2 separate regions of the Pan troglodytes genome follow, and region 2 is linked to region 1. Evidence: chromatin contacts called from public HiChIP or PLAC-seq data. All regions are on one chromosome and are shown on one strand. The core of a region is the stretch at or near the end of the contact, and the rest is flanking DNA. Distances in the headings are between cores, read along the strand shown. Region 1 holds the start of CTH (cystathionine gamma-lyase). Region 2 holds the start of ANKRD13C (ankyrin repeat domain 13C).

Region 1 (3,128 bases), core at 126-2,625:
TTTAAATCCTTGATACATATTAAGCTGCCATCCAATAAAGTTTTCTCAGTTTAAGAGAGTAAAAAAGGCCTGATTTATAGCATTTGTATTGGGTGCTATCTTTTTTTTTTTTTTGAGATGGAGTCTCACTCTGTGGCCCAGGCTGGAGTGCAGTGGCATGATCTCGGCTCACTGCAACCTCCGCCTCCTGGGTTCAAGCGATTCTCCTGTCTCAGGCTCCCAAGGAGCTGGGATTACAGGTGTGCACCACTACGCCCAGCTAAGTTTTGTGTTTTTTGTAGAGATGGGGTTTCACCCTGCTGGCCAGGCTGGTCTTGAACTCTTGACTTCAGGTGATTCGCCCACCTCGGCCTCCCAAAGTGCTGGGATTAATAGGCGTTAGCCAACGCACCCAGCCTGGTGCTGTCTTCTGAATGATTCTTTATTACAGTACACTAAATAAAATGTCTGTATTTATGCAACTCAGGGTTTGTCAGCAAATATTAGGAGGTAAAACTAATTGGAACTGTTTTAGACCCTTTTGGCCCCTAAATGCCATATCATATTACACAAAAATACCCACCTATAGTTATACATAAATATTGAGGTGAGTTGCAGTTGATGTTATATTTTTAAAAGAAAAATATTAATTAAATATGTATTAATATACATTAGTGTTTTGAAGTCTATCCATTTTTTCCCCCAGCCATACAAAGTTTGGTAGGATTCTAAAAGCTTGTAGGCCCTCAAGCACCACTCCTCTAGTGCTTAATGGGTTAAATGTCCCTAAAGCTAATTTGAAAAGCAAATTGCCTCATTCTTTCTCTTCATATCTTTCTTTCAAACTGTAAATTTTAAGAGCTGTTTATTCCTTATTCTCCTTGTTCTTAATTTGTTTAATAAAGTTTTAGATCTTTAGCGAATATTTTGCAACAACAGAAATATCCCCAAATTTCCTGGTGCTAGAAAACAGCCACAATAGTAAGTAGGTCAAGTCTGTATTGCTTAGGGAACAGGGAGATTTTTGTTTTAAAGCAGTGATTCTTCTGAGAGTAGGGCTCTGGGCGCAGGTGAGTGGTAAACAATCCTTTTTCCTGCAGGGATGTTGCTGTTGTGTAAAAGCAAAAGCATTTTGTGTAAGGATGTTAGGCTCCAGTAAGTATTTCAAAGCCACATTATCTTTCTCATTAGGGGGAGTTTCTCTCTGTACTTTAAAAGAAGATAATGATGCTTGAAAAAGCTCAAGATTGACTAACTTTTAGGAAGCTGCCAGAGTTGTGCATAGACGTCCTCACTACAGTAGCTTCGTTATGTCTTACGAACAATTTAACCTTCACTTCTAGTCATCGTTTCGTCATCGTAAGCACTGGGTCATTACAGAGTTCAGTGTACCTAAAACGCAAGCTGTGACTGATGAGAATCCAAGCTGCAAACTGGGCGGCTTGGGCAACTGTTTTCTTAACCACCCTCCACGTTGTGGCTTACGTCTTTTAGCACCGCCCTCAGGGCAAAGGATGGTGGTCAGAGGTAACTACCACAGTAAAAGAAGGCTATTTATGTGGTCTGTTTACAGTTACCCGGTTTCAACACTAAGCCAGCTTTCCGCCACGTGTCGGACGAACCTCCGGCCTGAGGTCACAGAGACGCCCGGGTGGCTCTCAGGAGCCAGCATGGCAGCCTCCTCAGGACCGGTACTCAGGAATTTCGCCCGCAGGGACTAACACCACTTGGACCCAGGGACTCCAGCTTCACTCCGCTTTGTGCACTGGGTGGGGCGGTCGCGGTGACGTTTCAGGCAACGCCTCTGCTGTCAGCCAATAAGGAGCGGGAGACGCGTCGGGCCTTCGCTCAATAGGCCGCGCTGGTCCCGCCCCACTGTGATCATGAGACTGCAGACCCGCTAATAAAATCCACCCCAACAATCGCTGTGTGCCGCTTTAGTGCGCTCGCCGTCGGCTCTACCTGCGTGCTTTAGCTCCTTCTCGCCTGATCCTTCTGTCTCTCCCAACCCCGGACACCCGGCTTCGACTGGTTATATCTTCGGTGTTCTTTTCCTCTCTCCTTCTTTCGCGGTTCAGCATGCAGGAAAAAGACGCCTCCTCACAAGGTTTCCTGCCACACTTCCAACATTTCGCCACGCAGGCGATCCATGTGGGCCAGGATCCAGAGCAATGGACCTCCAGGGCTCTAGTGCCCCCCATCTCACTGTCCACCACGTTCAAGCAAGGGGCGCCTGGCCAGCACTCGGTGAGCTGGGTCTGTCTGGGGCTGTCCACAGTTGGGCGGTAAAAGAGATACGGCTTATGAATTTGAAAGGCATGTAAGTAATTTATAATATGACTTATAAATTAGGAAGGCAACCGAAAGATGTTTCTACACTGTAATTCTTGCAGCACAGCTTTGTATCGGATGGTCCAGTGATCGTATTTCTTTTGATAAGCAGGACTGGAAGGAGCCGTTTGTCCAACTTGCCATATAGATTTGGCCTGAAATTCAGGTGATTTTGACAAATTTGCAATTAAAAATCGAAGGTCATAACTTTTTTGAGTTACCTTTAGCAGCATAAATTTTAAAGATGTAGTACGGAGTCAGCTTAAAAAATATTAAGGGTCTGATAACTTGACTAGAATTAAGATTGTTTCCAGTAGCTGTATTAATAGTTATTGAGTACCTACTATATGCCAAATACGTGCTCGTATATATCATGTGTATTACATGTATTGTCTCATCTAATCCTAACAACAACCCTAGTCTGAACCGAATTCTCATTTTTTCCCAATAAAGAAGCTGAGATTTAGGGAGTTAAGTAACTAGCCTTAGACTAATAAGTATTGGAGATGGAATTCAAACTTTAGAAACTTGAGGTTGCTTTAGGAACCAACTCCTAGGCACTCAGCTACACTATGCTATCTCTAATAATGCTAGTAACAATTTAGCCTATTGCGTCATTTAAGCACTGTGGCTTAGTGATTAAGAACACAACTCATGACCGGGTGCAGTGGCTTACGCCTGTAATCCCAGCACTTTGGGAGGCTGAGGCGGGTGGATCACCTGAGGACAGGAGTTCGAGCCCAGCCTGGCCAACATGGTGAAACCCCATCTACTAAAAATAAATAAATTAGCTGGGCATGGTGGCGGGTAATCTCAGC
Region 2 (3,512 bases), core at 216-2,715, 56 kb before region 1:
AGTCAAGATGGGATCTGTATGTGAGCAATGAAGGGAGGAGGGCAATTTATGCGTTCAAAATTTAAAATGCCAAGGTAGGGGGAAGAGAGAGAAATAAAGATATATAGCTCCATAAACAAAGGGAGAAAACCAGGTTGGGTGAGAGGCAACCTAAAATTTCTGACAGTCCAGAATCAGCAAATCGAAGGCCTGTCTCAAACAAAACAGCTTCTCACGACAAACTTTGAAGTGGGCAAGGAGGATACATTCCTTTGCACCCACAAGAACCAACCCCCTGACCACTGGCACGCTATTACTGAGTCGATCATGATTTACCGAACGGCCCGGATGATGGGCAAAAAGAAGAGTCTGCTGGAGGGGGCCTAGGATTCCAGAAGCCTGGGGAGGCACACCCTAGGCTCGGGGAAGGAGAGAGGTGGAGAGGGGCTAGCACTCCTCACCGTGATTATCTTTCTGCCCGATATTGTGCGTGCGGATGAGAGAGGAGAGTCTCCTCACATCCCCCTTGAAGACGCACTCGTGCACCGGGTAGTGTGCCGGGCAACTGCCTCCATCCGCGACGACAGCAACGGGGTTGGTGCCGGCCAGAAGGGCCGGGGACTGGGAGGTGGCAGTCACGGAGGAATTGTGCAGCGGCAGAGCCGGGGCGCCGGGGGGATTGGAGGAGGCCGGAGCTGCCTTCAGCTGTAGCCGGTGGTGATGGTTACTAAAGATCTTATGACAAGCTTTGCCGCCCTTGCCAATCCTGCTTCTGGTAAAGGTACCGCCGAGGGCAGCCGCCGCTTCCTCATCCCCGGGCTCCAGCAGGTCCCCTTCTTCTTTGCTGGGCTTGTGGTCCCTCCGCAGTGAGCGGATCTTCTCCCCGGTCATCGCCGCCGCCAGGGGCAAGGGGGGGAATCGGGAGGCTCACCGCTGGCGACGGAGCTGGCGCTGCGGCGGCACAAGGCGATTAGAGCGGTGGCCAAGAGCCTCCAGCGCAGCATGAACTCCCACTGAGCCCCCGAGCCTGGGACAAACGCATCTCCCGGGGAAGAGCCGGCTCTCGCCTAGGCACGAAGGGACGCGCGCTCGCTGGGGGGAGCTAGAACTCAGGTGCCCACGACACCAGGATCTCAGTCTCGCCGTCGCAGCCGCCGTCGCTGCCTCACACCGAAAAACAGGGCACGGCCATCTTCCTCTGGCTCCTCTCGCGAGAGCTCCCCCGGGAGTGAAGAGAGAGAAAACACCGCGATAAGTGAGCCACCCGCTCCCTCCCTCGCACCTTCTATTCCCAGAATCACTAGGCGCCGGCGCCTCCGAGGCAGCGTGTTTCCGCCCAGAGCTGGAGTCTCCCAGCTGCCAGCCGACCCCGAACCCGCACTCCCGCCAACCGCGCTTTTTGTGGGCGGTCGGAAACCACAGCCTGCGTTGGATATGTTCGGTGCATGTTATAAACAACCACTTAAACCCTCCGGATCTGAGCCTTCCGCAGAGGAATGCAGAATGACGCCACGGCACGCAGGATGTGATGTCACCGAGATGCAGAGGATACTCAGTCAACCAACATTTACTGAGCATCTACTTCGTGCCGTATGTACGAAGCTAGCAAATATGTACAGCACCAGTACTGATTGCAAGGAGCACTGTAGAAGAGGAATGACAGCCAAACAATTAAAAGCGGAGGCGGGGAGGTGGGTTGCACACAAAAAAGGGAGGGACGAATTTTAGTGTTGAGTTGTCAGGAAAGTCATAGAAGAGTTTAGGTGCTGACTTTGGAAAATGATGGGCTGTCCAGCAATCGGAAAGAGGGGAGGCCACTCAAATATTTATTAGATGAATGAATTTCGGGCAGATGTCAGAGTTAACATATATGAGGGTGGGGACACTCAAGGAGGGCAAAGAATCGTGTAACTGAAATATAATTGTATTAGTTCATGGCCAACCTCAACCTAGTGTCAAACTCTGAAGAAACGTAAATCTACCAACCATAAAACTTTAACAAAGTAACTAAAGCTGGCCACTGAGGACGTAAGGAGGGGGCTTAGCAAAACATCCTAAAGATCTTCACCCATTTAACTCTCCAAAGTCCCCCTATGTTCTGAGAGCAAATACTTCAGATCTCTCTTTTTTTTCTTTTTTTTTTTCTTTTTTTTTTTTCTTTTTTTTTTTGACAGAGTCTCTGTAGTCCAGGCTAGAGTGCAGTGGTGCAATCTCGGCTCACTGCGACCTCCACCTCCCAGGTCCAAGCGATTCTCCTGCCTCAGTCTCCAGAGTAGCTGGGATTATAGGCCTGCGCCACCACACCAAGCTAATTGTTGTATTTTTAGTAGAGACGGGGTTTCACCGTGTTGGCCAGGCTGGTCTTGAACCCCTGACCTCAGTGATCCGCCAGCCTCAGCCTCCCAAAGTGCTGGGACTACAGGCATGAGCCACTGCGCCCGGCCAGATCTCTTCTTTCTTAAAGTTTATACTACCGCTAACTCATCTCCGCAAACAAACAACTCGATGGGCCTCTCTTAATCCTCCCCAGTCACTCAACTTTTCACCTCCAATTTTCTTCCCAGTCTGTTCAGATAAATCTGTTTCTTCCTCTTCTTTCTTTTTCGGTGGAGTGGAGAGTTCCGTTTATGTTAAAACATTACCCAATCAACAGTTCAAAGCATCCTCTTGAGACAGCAGTAGAGACTGAAAAAATACATGCAATAATGTTTGCTTCTTCCACAATAGCCAATATTTATTGTTAACGCTAAGCCAGGCAGTATGCTTGGCACTTTATATGCTGTTATCTCCCCCTGATTAGCATTAGTATCCTCACTTGACAGTTAAAAAAAACTTGCCCAATACTTCAATGCTAGAATGTGGTACAGTCAAATCTGACAGTAAGGCTAGAGAGAGAGGAAGGGCCAGGTCATGCAGGGCTTTGTATGTCATCTTAAAAGTTTACACTTGGCCGGGCGCGGTGGCTTATGCCTGTAATTCCAGCACTTTGGGAGGCTGAGGCGGGTAGATCACGAGGTCAGGAGTTCGAGACCAGCCTGGCCAATATGGTGAAACCCTGACTTTACTAAAAATACAAAAATTAGCTGGGCGTGGTGGCTTGTGCCCGTACTCGCAGCTACTCAAGAGGCTGAGGCAGAAGACTCGCTTGAACCCAGGAGGCGGGGCTGCAGTGAGCTGAGATTGTGCCCCTGCACTCCAGCCTGGGGACAGAGTGAGACTCTGTCCAAAAAAAAAAAAAGGAATAGTCTTTTTAGAGATCTTTAAACAGGGAATAGCATAATGCAATCACCTTTATAGAAAATTCAGTGACTCAGGCCGAACGCAGTGGCTCATGCCTGTAATCCCAGCACTTTGGAAGGCTGAGGCGGGTGGATCACTTGAGGTCAGGAGTTCAAAACCAGCCTGGGCAACATGGTGAAACCCTGTCTCTACTAAAAATACAAAAATTAGCCGGGCGTGATGGTGGGTGCCTGTAGTCCCAACTACTCGGGAGGCTGAGGCAGGAGAATCGGTTGAACCTGGGAGATGGAGGT

What was found. HiChIP or PLAC-seq counts read pairs in DNA pulled down with a chosen protein or histone mark.
Region 2: a contact with region 1 is called in an H3K4me3 HiChIP or PLAC-seq map of stem cell-derived excitatory neurons, with 4 times the contacts expected there. The contact joins the promoter of ANKRD13C here to the promoter of CTH in region 1. A contact is called at or near these places in 2 of 7 Hi-C or Micro-C datasets (blood and stem cell-derived neural progenitor cells) and 1 of 1 datasets of contacts at active chromatin or transcription factors (stem cell-derived excitatory neurons).

Annotation. Positions count from the first base shown.
Region 1 is chr1:160,582,483-160,585,610 of NHGRI_mPanTro3-v2.0_pri, reverse strand. It overlaps CTH (cystathionine gamma-lyase), which reads left to right and starts at 1,375. Exons shown (of 12, transcript XM_024346572.3): 1 at 1,375-2,226. The coding sequence starts at 2,059.
Region 2 is chr1:160,638,081-160,641,592 of NHGRI_mPanTro3-v2.0_pri, reverse strand. It overlaps ANKRD13C (ankyrin repeat domain 13C), which reads right to left and starts at 1,465. Exons shown (of 13, transcript XM_001166457.7): 1 at 441-1,465. The coding sequence starts at 870. LOC101059761 (embryonic stem cell-related gene protein) reads left to right here and starts at 1,054. Exons shown (of 4, transcript XM_063800487.1): 1 at 1,054-1,573. The coding sequence starts at 1,414.